3 separate regions of the Danio rerio genome follow, and all the other regions are linked to region 2. A link is a contact called in public HiCAR-type and Micro-C data. All regions are on one chromosome and are shown on one strand. Each heading gives the region's core, a stretch centred on a gene start, on an enhancer-like site or on the middle of the called end of the contact. The rest is flanking DNA. Distances are from core to core; before and after follow the strand shown.

Evidence for each region. A called contact is a pair of places that touch in the nucleus more often than the background predicts. HiCAR-type assays count read pairs that join an accessible place to other places.
Region 1: a contact with region 2 is called in a HiCAR-type map of caudal fin, with 5 times the contacts expected there. The contact joins two enhancer-like sites. A contact is called at or near these places in 1 of 18 Hi-C or Micro-C datasets (caudal fin) and 1 of 4 datasets of contacts at active chromatin or transcription factors (caudal fin).
Region 3: a Micro-C map of caudal fin shows a contact between it and region 2, with 2.9 times the contacts expected there. The contact joins two enhancer-like sites. A contact is called at or near these places in 1 of 18 Hi-C or Micro-C datasets (caudal fin) and 2 of 4 datasets of contacts at active chromatin or transcription factors (caudal fin and embryo).

Annotation. Positions count from the first base shown.
Region 1 is chr7:33,699,598-33,703,541 of GRCz12tu, reverse strand. tle3b (TLE family member 3, transcriptional corepressor b) reads left to right here. Exons shown (of 20, transcript NM_131780.1): 20 at 147-309. The coding sequence ends at 254. Among named protein-coding and RNA genes, the nearest start is that of tle3b, 39 kb to the left of the region's middle. Within about 2 kb of position 2,136, at least 8 of the 62 cell types and tissues checked have an H3K27ac peak or open chromatin away from gene starts, as enhancers often do. A contact at or near this core is called in caudal fin, where this site is marked.
Region 2 is chr7:33,565,416-33,568,929 of GRCz12tu, reverse strand. The region is part of intron 2 of LOC141375393 (a long non-coding RNA gene); the gene reads left to right. Among named protein-coding and RNA genes, the nearest start is that of paqr5b, 53 kb to the right of the region's middle. Within about 2 kb of position 1,494, at least 8 of the 62 cell types and tissues checked have an H3K27ac peak or open chromatin away from gene starts, as enhancers often do. A contact at or near this core is called in caudal fin, where this site is marked.
Region 3 is chr7:33,755,811-33,759,557 of GRCz12tu, reverse strand. No RefSeq gene overlaps it. Among named protein-coding and RNA genes, the nearest start is that of tle3b, 17 kb to the right of the region's middle. Within about 2 kb of position 1,532, at least 11 of the 62 cell types and tissues checked have an H3K27ac peak or open chromatin away from gene starts, as enhancers often do. A contact at or near this core is called in caudal fin, where this site is marked.

The sequences.
Region 1 (3,944 bases), core at 887-3,386, 130 kb before region 2:
CTCGTTGGATGGAAATGCTGCCTTATTCACATGTCTTTTATGCGATTATTCCAGTTTTGTGCATTAAGTTAATCAGCATTTTTTATTTAAAACATATACAGTTTATAATGTCAGCTAATCATTTTTCATCTTTCTTCTATCTACAGTCCAAGGAGTCGTCCTCTGTCCTGAGCTGTGACATCTCGGCTGATGATAAGTACATTGTGACGGGATCTGGTGACAAGAAGGCCACGGTGTATGAAGTCATCTACTAAACTCGCTGCTTCACCAGAACTAAAGACCTATGGATGGGCCTGATTTGTTTTGATGGATTTAAGGGATCACTCATCCACCTGTACAGTAGGAACCCAGGTTAGGAATCGGTTGGTTCACTGGGATTGCTGCCCAGATGCTTTTTTATTTTGATCGCACCTGGATTCTTACAGCAGTGAAATGATCCTGGAAACATGGAAACGTGTTAAACTGTCCCAAGGACTCCCTGACGGCACTAATGTAGTAAATATTGTCTTGCCTTTGCTTTCGGTCTGCTCATGGGATTGTGTGTGCCTATTCCTTCCATAGTATTCCCCCCCCAACCGCCTTCCTTTTAACCAACAGTGAATGATCTGTGATGTAATATGAAGCAGTGCTTCAGTTTTAGCCTCCTGCTCCCTGGACAATTTGTTAAAAAGTGTATATATGGAGTAATAAAGACATTTTATAAATATATATAATTATATATATTTCCATGTCCTGATATACTTGTGATGGGTTTCTTTGTCCTCATGTCCTTAATGCTTGATGAATGTAGAGTAGGACACATTTTCTTTTGAATTTGTTAGCACACTCTCTGGGCTGGCCATTTCCTAAAAGGCTCAAGTGGAGGGGGGAAAAACCTTCCTGTTTCTTCCTGAATTATTTTTTTGTAATTCTTATTTTGTTTTTGGAGCCCATGTGCTGTTCATGAAAAACCGGATCAAACTGGAATCCTGCGGAAGTCTAAATACGAAGCAGCCCATGAATGAAGGGTCGTATGTAAATCGAAAGCGGTATTAAACTGGGAGAGTGACTAACTGTACTACTTGTCTGTGCCCTTTGCTTTGTGTGGCATCTCGTCGGAAAGAGGAATTCAGATAATGAAGTGTGATTGTAACATGCTGACTCGGCGTGGATCACACACTGCGATGAGTATCTTGCCAACCGATCCCATAAGCGGCTCCACTATAGTTGGCTGCTGTTGAAATGGGAGATGACTCACCCCAGTGATTGACAGCTTACTTCTGCTGTAGAGATCGCCACCCCTAAAGAGCCTGTTTTTGGCCTCAGATTGAGGTGAACCAGCTTCTCTGAGTGATCCGAGTCATCGGGATTCGCTTCTGTACAAGTTGAGCAAGTTTTCTAATGAATCTATTCATTGCCTGCACTTGACTTTGGTGGAAGCTCTGTGTGAAAGTGTGGGCACACGAGAGAGGGAGGAGATCGTCACTTTTAAACCTAAACCTGGCCTACCCCTTTTTGTGTAACTGTTGGAACTGGTGTCTGCAGAACCGGTCATGGTGAACTCGGTCTTTAATATGACACACACAAGGAAAACAAAACATGACCCGCCTGCCTTTCACAACCTCTCAACTTCACACCAAAGTATGTAGCAAAACTGTGTCAGCACTGATCATGTACAGTTGTTAATAATTCAATAAACTTTTTTTGTAAAATGTGTCACGAATACTGGTTTAATAGGAATCATGTTGTTTTGAGTGTGTGATACTGGTTTTGAATACATTGTGGGGACCAAGAGTCCATTTTTGACTTGATAGGGAATTTGCTTTTTACACCCAACCCCTAAAACCACTCATAAATCCTACCCATTGAATCATAAATCCTTTAAATTGGAGAATGTTGTGGATTAGAGGACAGAATATGCAGTTTATACAGTACAAAAATCATTACATTTATAAGAAGCTCCCCTAAACATGGAAACCCAACGTGTGTGTGCGCATGTGTCACAAGTCTTAAGTATGGAGATGAATTACTGAGGCCAGGAGCGCTGGATATGTCATCTCGATGTTCCCACATGGTGTCAAGCTGCTGAAAGGCTGATGGAAGAGTTGAGACATGTAGTAGTGTGTATAAAAGAGACATAGTTTGTGCTGCCTCAGCTATCTGTTGTAACCGCAGACCCAGTTGACTCAAATATGCCCTGCGGTCCCCCAACCACAGCTGGTGACACACAACACACACCCTTTTTGATTTCCTCACCTCAAGTGGATTATCGTCCAGGAAGTGTTTGTCAGTTGATTTATTCTGGTGGTTTAAACTGGTTTCATTAAGCATGTGATTTCGGCATCTGTCTGTCTCTCACCTGTTACTGCGCTCTCTAGAAATAGTCAAACTTCTCCGGCCTGGGCAGTTGAACTTTCTCGTGCTCTCTCTGCCCATTAAAGGGATAGTGTGCCCAAAACCTTCCAGTTAGTTTGCTTTTCCTTAGGCAATCAAAGACCTTTTTTTCTTCAGCGTAACAGTAAAAAAGTAAACAATGTTCAGTTTGAGTGATCACTTTGCTTCATAAGACCTTAGTACATCATCAGGAGCCGCTGGTAGAAATATGATTGTGTTTTTATCTCTAGCTGATGGCAGGCATCCTCTGACTATCATTATAGGGATACCAGAGGACAACAGTTTCGGCTATAAATCTTTTTTTAAGGGTCACGAAACATCAAAACACATTTTTTGAGATGTTAACTGTCATGTTGAGTGCATGCGGAAAGTATTCATAGCGCTTCACTTTTTCCACTTTTTTTCATTACAGCCTTATTCCAAAATGGATTAAATTAATTTATTTTCTCAATTCTATACACAATATTCCATAATGACAATGTAAAGAGTTTTTGAAAGTGTGGCAAATTTATAAAATATAAAAAACCTGAAAAGTCAAATGCACTTACGTATTTTACAGCCTTTGCTTAATACTTTGTTGATGCACCTTTGGCATCAATTACAGTCTTTTTGAATATGATGCCGCAAGCTTGGCACACCTGTCTTTGGGATTTTTTGCCTATTTCTATCAGGTTATATGGAAAGCAACTTTGTACAGCCATTTTCAGATCTCTCCAGAGATATTCAATAGAATTTAGGTCTGGGCTTTGGCTGGGCCATTCTAGGACATTCACAGAGTTGTTGTGAAGCCACTTCATTGATATTTTGGCGTTGTGCTTTGGGTTATTGTCCTGCTGAAAGATGAACCTTTGCCTCAGTCTGAGGTCAAATGCACTCAAAAGCAGGATCATTCAGGATGTCTCTGTACATTGCTGCATTCATCTTTTCCTCTATCCTGACTAGTCTTTCAGTGCCTGCTGCTGAAAAACAACCCCACAGCATGATGCTGCCACTACCATGCATTACTTTAGGGATGGTATTAGCCTGGTGATGAGCGGTGCCTGGTTTTCTCCAAACGTAACGTCTGGCATTCACTCCAAAGAGTTAAATTTTAGTCTCATCATACCAGAGAATTTTGTTTTTCATGGTCAGAGTCCTTTCGATGTCTTTTGGCAAATTCCAGACAGGGAGTGGCTTCCATCTGGCCACCATACCATTCAAGGACATTCATTGGTGAGTTGCTGCACAGCTGGTTGTCCTTCTGTAAGGTTCTCCTCTCTTCACAGGAGAACGCTGGAACTTAGAGTGACCATCGTTTTGATTACCTCCCTGACTAAGGCCCTTCTCCCCCGATCACTCAGCTAAGATGGCCTGCCAGCTCTAGGAAGAGTCCTGGTGGTTCCAAACATCTACTTACGGATGATGGAGGTCACTGTGCTCATTGTACTTTCACAGCAGCAGAAATTTTTTCTGTAACCTTCCCCAGCCTTGATCCTCGAGACCATTCTGTCTCGGAGGTCCACAGACAGTTCCTTTGTCTTCATGCTTGGTTTGTGCTTTGACATGCACTGTCAACCCTGGGAACTTATATA
Region 2 (3,514 bases), core at 245-2,744:
CTGAGAAGCGTTGATTGTAAATCTTTTATCAATTTATTCATCTTTCAACCAACTTGCTAATATTGAGCAATTACAATTGTAGACACAATATCGTCCATTTAATTTTACCTTCCAAAACAAGTACAAACAGCTGGAGAAAAATATCCTGTCACTTTTCTTGTTTTTTTTTTAATGGATCAGCCATGTGTGACAAATAGTTTAAATGAATGATTCAATGAATCACAGGGACTTGTCAAGTTTTAACTGGAACTTTGCTGTCAAATTTTCCTGTAAACACCTGATATTAGTTATTTAATTGTTTGTTTAGTATTTGGTGTTGGATGTTATTGTGTCATTGGCTTAAGATTGTTGAAGTCCTTTCAGGGTCAACTAAATGCTAAACACAATTTGTCTGTTTTGGTGTGTTTATTTATGTGTTGTCAGTTCAAAGCAAGGTAAAAACTCTCCGCCATTACTCTTTGCTTGCTAAGCACAAACATCCTTCACATTATTATTGAAATCTCTGGCTTTGGTTGTTTTTTTCTAAAAGGCTGAGCAAATTCACAACAGCTGTGGCTGTGGCTTATAAACATTGTCATTGAAGGGTCCGTTAACCAAAGGGTTAAACACACTGTCTGTCGTCACTCTTGTTGTTTACAGCAAAAAGAGGATTTCTTACCTAGATTTGTAGGTTAATATAAAGACAAACAATGACATGCCCTTAGATGTGCACTGACTTTCCCTAATGTTTTTGTGTGCATATGAAACATTCACAGCACCACGCCAAAGATTTTTAAAAAAGTCTGAAATCTCTATTGAAGTTTGCCTGAACATGAGTCGCGACGTGTTGACACAACAAAGATAATGGCAGGAATGTAAAGCTAACAACATTCTATGCACACAAATGGTGTTGTAGAGAAAATGGAATGTCTTTCTTTGTTCTTTGTCAAATAAGACGAAGCGAGCAGAATATTTGAGCTCCTTCCATTTTTTTTAACCCATCTTTGTTGTTGCCAGGTTTGCAAGGAGCGTATACTTAACACACAGTAACACACATAGCAACTCCCCTCTGTCTGTGTGCTCAGCTAATATTTACTCTGCTTCCAAACACTGCCACTATTGAGTTTGGCTATTTAAAACACTATTTGATGAGCATTAGCGCTACAGTGGAATAACAGCCCTGTCTGGGGGCTGAACGGAGCAGGAAGTGATGTCACAGTGGGCAGGTGGTGCTTTTACGTCTCTGAAGTAACCCATTTTGGTGAAATCTTGCGTTTTCTGTTATCAGACATCTGTTATCAGGGCACAGATATCATAGTGGAAATGACCTAGAAAGTCTCAGGTTATCACTGTACTTTGCAAATGCCTCAAAGAGGGATGGGGAATAACCTTGCGAGTGTTTGCATATGATTTTCCACAGACTTGATAACAGTTTATGGCTTTTAATGCTTAACAAGAGGAACTGTACAGCTCTGTATCGTTCTTTATTGAAACTGCCATAAATTTACGCAAACACTATAATCAGTCTCTTATCGGCTACTGCGGAGCAATGGCAAGGATACCGTAGATGTTTCTTAGTGTTAACAAAGCTATAACCGCTTTATCTGGTCAGGATAAACACTATGATTGAGACCAGTTGATGTGTGTGTGTATGTGTGTGTGAGTGAGACTCATCTCTGACAGCCAGTACTGCCATCTCCTGGAGGCACTGAATTCAGTGGCCTTTATCTTAGCTGATTGTAAAACCAATCTGTTTATCATTTCCCTTCATATCAGCGTATTATTTTAAATGTTGTTTGCTGATGCTTCATGCTTTTCTTATCTGAATAAACCAATTGGGAGATGCAAGCAGCCAGTCATCCAGTTCAAAGTCTTCTCACTGGCATCTTTACAAGTTCATTGTTAAGACAAAACAACATGTTGACGCTACCCTAGACTTTCTGTGGACTTAAACTTGGACTTAAACTTGATTCTGCAGCTACGTGTCAGCTACTTGATATTAGTAGGCTGTCTGCTTAATATATGCCATCAATTTGTTTTGAATAATAAGCTGGTCCCCAATTTACATTCTACTTGGTAACTTTACAAGTACACATTACTTATTCTTACCAAAGGTACTAATACTCTGATGAGAGTTATTTGACATGTAGATTTAAAGTTTCTTACATACTCAAAAGATGTCAAGTGTGAAACACAACACACATACACAGCAAGGTTATTTTAGTAAATGAAGACTGAGGGCCCTATCATACACTCGGGGCAATAAGGTGCTAGATGTGTATGGTGCGATTTGTTGCTACTTTCAGACCAGCGCAACCCCAATTTTCACGTTTTGCATCACGTTGTTTAAATAGCAAATCCATTTGTGCCACTTTGTGGACTTATGGGTGTGCGAGTCTAAAAAGGAGGTGTGTTAAGACACATTGCTGGCGCTTTGCTATTTTGAAGAACTGAAATAGACTGTGCTGTAACTAAAGTCCAACACAAAGCATGTTATGCAGGTTCAAATACTTAACATACACAATATGTACAGCAATACACAAATATATTTACATATATATATATAAAAAAAAGGAATAAAATGTTACAAAAATAATTATTTGCTACATCGATATAAAAACAACTACCTCCATGCCTTTATGTCATGGGGCTGTTTTCAGTTTATTCATGACAATTTGTATTTTTATTGTAATTTTGTTGTTGTTGTTGTTGTTGTTGTTGTTGTTGTTATTAGCAGTATTATTTATTCTATGCATATTAATATTTGTTTAGATTTGTCCACCTGTCGGGTTTTGGATATGTATATGCATTACCATATGGTGTATAAAAACAGGACGTGTGTTTGGATATAACTCGATGTTTTGACCACACGTCGTTATTATTGTTCATTTATTCGTTTGCTGGAAATTAGAACTGAATTTAGACAGTTTTGAAACTGTAATTTCAAAATTGTAAAAATTGCGCTTAACAAACCCAATTAATCATGTACATCATTGTTTCCTTATAGATGAAAGTAAAGAAGTAAAGATAAGGTAAGGTAAAAGTAAAAGTAAGGTAAAGAGAAAGTAAAGACGCCGAATGAAAAAGGCTCATTTTTTATCTTCGTGCGGATGGCCTGTTTTTCTCGCTAGTGAAGCGTTTAGTTTTTCCACTTACAAAGTCCGCCATGTAAATAGCAAATGTGCCATGGTGCGATGCAACTGACTCTTAAAGGGAATGGGAGATGAGACACTGATTGGTTTAATGCATGTTATGCTCATTAAGAGAATAAGCTGCTAGACCATATTTTTCGGCCCTTAAAATAGCAAAAGGGGATTCGGACACGCTCTTAATGCTTTTGCACCATGTGCTTTAGACTTTGCACCTAGATCATTAAAGTAGAGCCCTATGACTAAAATGACTAAGATTGAAAAACATACTGAAATAAAAGGATAAGCAGCAAAAAAATAATAAAATAAATAAGCTCTCAATCTGTGGCAGAAAATCTGATCCGAGGAGGTTTAGAGAGGTACCTGTTTTGCTTCTAGAGTCTGAT
Region 3 (3,747 bases), core at 283-2,782, 190 kb before region 2:
ATTCAGCTTGACTGTAGTCAAAAGAACTACTTTAATAAGTTCATTATAAATTTTTTTAAATTATACTGCATTCGATAATTTAAAGAAATGTTCTCTACTCATTTTTTCATTTCCCAAATAAATTAGGAAACTATTCATTGCGACTTTATTTGATAAAGATTGGTGTATTTACCTTTGGCCCACCACCCTCAAATTAAGTTCTATTTTTTGGCCCTAAACAAGAAAAAGATTGGGCACCCCTGGAGTAAAATAAAGGTAAATAAATGAATGAATGATGATGACAATGATGATAATAGAAAAATAATATACTTATAATAATGTTATAATACATTAATTAATATAAAATTAATATCAACAATTCTAATATTAATCAAATATTTAAAGTATTAAAAATGTACAAAAAAGGATGAATTCTTTATTCAGATCCAAACAATGCATTTTTGACTATTGCAAATATATACTCATAACATAAGACGCAGATTTTGTGGTCAAGGGTCACAAATAAAAGCTTAAACTTTAAAGTAAAAAAAATCTAAAGCATTTCATTTAAATGAGATCAGGAAATGTAGATCATATATTAATTAATGTAAAATTAATATTAATAATTCTAATATTAATAAAAAATGGCTTATTCCTAATATTAATACTAAAATTTGCAATAGTAAACATATAATTTTAAGGCCCTACAGCACTATCAAAGAATGGTTATTTGTGGAACATAATAAAAAAGGTACTGTTTAGCACCAAAAAGGGTAAGGATATTGTTAGAAGCTGTGGACCCCTACTTTGTTGTTTAGAGCCATTTTTCCTAAGAGTGAGTGTATCATTCGGTTTATCATTCTGTGTGTCTTTCATCCTATTCTTGCTACAGATATTTCATTGTTTTTATCTTTTTCATATTTCAGTTTTCAGTACCTCATCTGCATCATTTTTGCCACCTCAATTAAATTCTGATTAAAAAAGTATTCTCAATTCAATTCTGAATGACGCAGAAACTGAATAAATTGTGAAGTCCTTTCAGATAGATTACGTCTATATTGACAAACGTGTTGAAAACCTTTCCTCACACGTCAGTCTATGTTGAAACTTACATCAGCAGTGATGTGTGGATGTGAATAATCTCATTTAATACCTCTGATCTTGTTCTTTGTTCATGTGTCATCTCATATTTGTGGCTGAATTTACCAAATAACCGTTGAGCGATGACACCAGCTACGCCCTAATGTGACATTCATCGGTCTTCTTCATAATGAAAGCAAGCGTGCAATGCCAATCCATCAACTGTGGTTTACACACAATGTCTACAATGTTTACCTTTTCTTGTTTTGACTGTTTGCAGGATCTGCTTGCCTTAATTCACCTTTGAAACCGTTTCCTTTTCTCTCTGTTTGTGATGGCAACCAGTCATTTCACCTCATGCTGTTGAGTTATTTGTGTTTGTGTGTGTGTGCGTGTGTTTGCGAGAGAGCAAGAGAGATTTCACACCCCGTAGGTTGTAGGCTGTCAGTGACGCACATTCCAGACTGTCCGCCCAGGCCTCTGTCACAGCGCCATTAACACCAGTGCATGCTGGGAGTGCCACTCTTCTCTGTGAGTGCATTAATGGAGCCTTTAAAAAGGAAGGTTAAAAGCAGTCCATCCTGCTCAGATCAATTCTTTATTGTGGTAGCGAACCGTGGCTACTGTGACTCTTTCTTCTTGTTAACATAATGCTTTAAAAAGCAACCGAAAGGATTTTACTGTATAAATAATGCAAATGGAAGGTAATCACTAAAAGCAACAGGTTATGGCACGCTCATCACTTTTCAGGGCCGGCGGCGAACTGTACACAGACTTAAAAGCTTTTCTGCTGTGAAGGAAGAAGGAAAATGCAGAGCTTTACGTGAGCTGAATAAAGCAGTAGCATTGATAGAGAAGTACAGAGACAGCGTTTTGTATTCCCGGATACACCATCACCTCACAGAAGGGGACAAACCTCTTAAGACCTGAGCATTAGATACAGCACGGCTGCTTTATTCCGGCGGTGTTCATTAGGTCAAGACGGCGGCTAGGGCTTTCTTAAAGCACTCAAGCAGAGATCACGGTCATTCATGTATAGGTTAGATAAAAGAAATGCTGCAGCCATGATTTAAGTATTGCCAGAGTACTGGAAGAAAGGAAGGGACGTTGAGTTTTAGTTGCTTTTCAATAATCAAGAACCTTGCTTTAAACTTTATATAAATGTTGCTATCCGTGACGAGGTCATGTTAATTCTCTGTAGTACAATTAGGATACGTCAGAACTTCATTGATCCCTGTGGAGAATGTTTGGTTGTAATAACAGATCCCAGAGGACATGATGAAACAATAGATATTTCAAAGAAAACCTGTTGTGAGTTTCTACTTTCAGTTTAGTTCACATCAAACGCATTAATGCACTTTACAGTGTACACATTGATTTATAGCTACAAATGTATAGGTCACACTTTACAATAAGGTTAATTAGTTAATGTTACTTAATGCATTTACTAACATGAACAAGTGATGAACAATACATTTACCACAGTATTTTTTCATGTTAGTTAACATTAGTTAATGAAAATACAGTTGTTCATTGGGAGTTCATGTTAGCTCACGGTGCATTAACTAATGTTAACAAGCATGAGTTTGGATGTTAATAATGCATTAGTAAATGTTCAATTATGATAATAAATGATGTACAAGTGTTGTTCATGATTAGTTCATGTTAGTAAATGCATTAAGTAATGAACCTTACTGTAAAGTGTTACCAATGTATGCAGTTAAAGTCAGAATTATTAGCCCCCTTGTTTATTTTTCCCCCAATTTCTGTTTAAAAGAGATTTTTTTCAACACATTTCTAAACAATAGTTTGTTCATTTTTAACAACTCATTTATTTTATCTTTGCATACATATGGGTGTTTTCCAGTACTGGGTTGTCACTGGAAGGGCATCCGTTGTGTAAACAATATGCTGGATAATAAATGATAAAACAATAGATACTTCAAAGAAACCCTGTTGTGTGTATTATTACTTTGTTTAGTTCACATCAAACGCATTAATGCACCTTACAGTGTAAACACTGATTAATAACTATAAATGTACATATGATGTTTTCATCTTTTTGTATCTAGTTTTATTTGGTTACCCAGCAGGTACACAATGTTATAAGATGTTTATAATAGGTTAGATTTAGGTTGTTATGTCAGGTCACCAAAATTTAATGTCTATAGCCAGAGTTTAAGGGCAACGTTAATTTGACGTTCAATAACATTTTCAAATGACGTTGATATTTGATTTTAGGTTGTGTTGGAAAGTGACCAAAATAGAATGTCGAGCCAACATCTTAAACCAACGTCATATGGATGTCAAATACTGACATGTATTTGTCAAATATGGCGACCAAAGTCCAACGTATTATAGACGTCATAGTGTTAACATCCACAAAACTTCAAGCTGTAACATCATTAGACGTTGGTATTTGGTTGATTTTAGGTGGGACGATGGTCATTGATGTCAGCCTGACGTTGAATTTTGACATCGACACAATTTTTATTTCAAGAAAAATGCAACATCCCACGACGTTGAGGTACAACGTCAATCTGACGTCATGTTGATGTCCTGTGCCTGCCTGGATAATAAATCTATTCATTCATAATTCATAATTCATCAAGAAATGAAAATATACTCAAGATGGAGTGGTTCCAAACACGTATTACTTTTTTTCTGAACACCAAAGAATTTTATTTT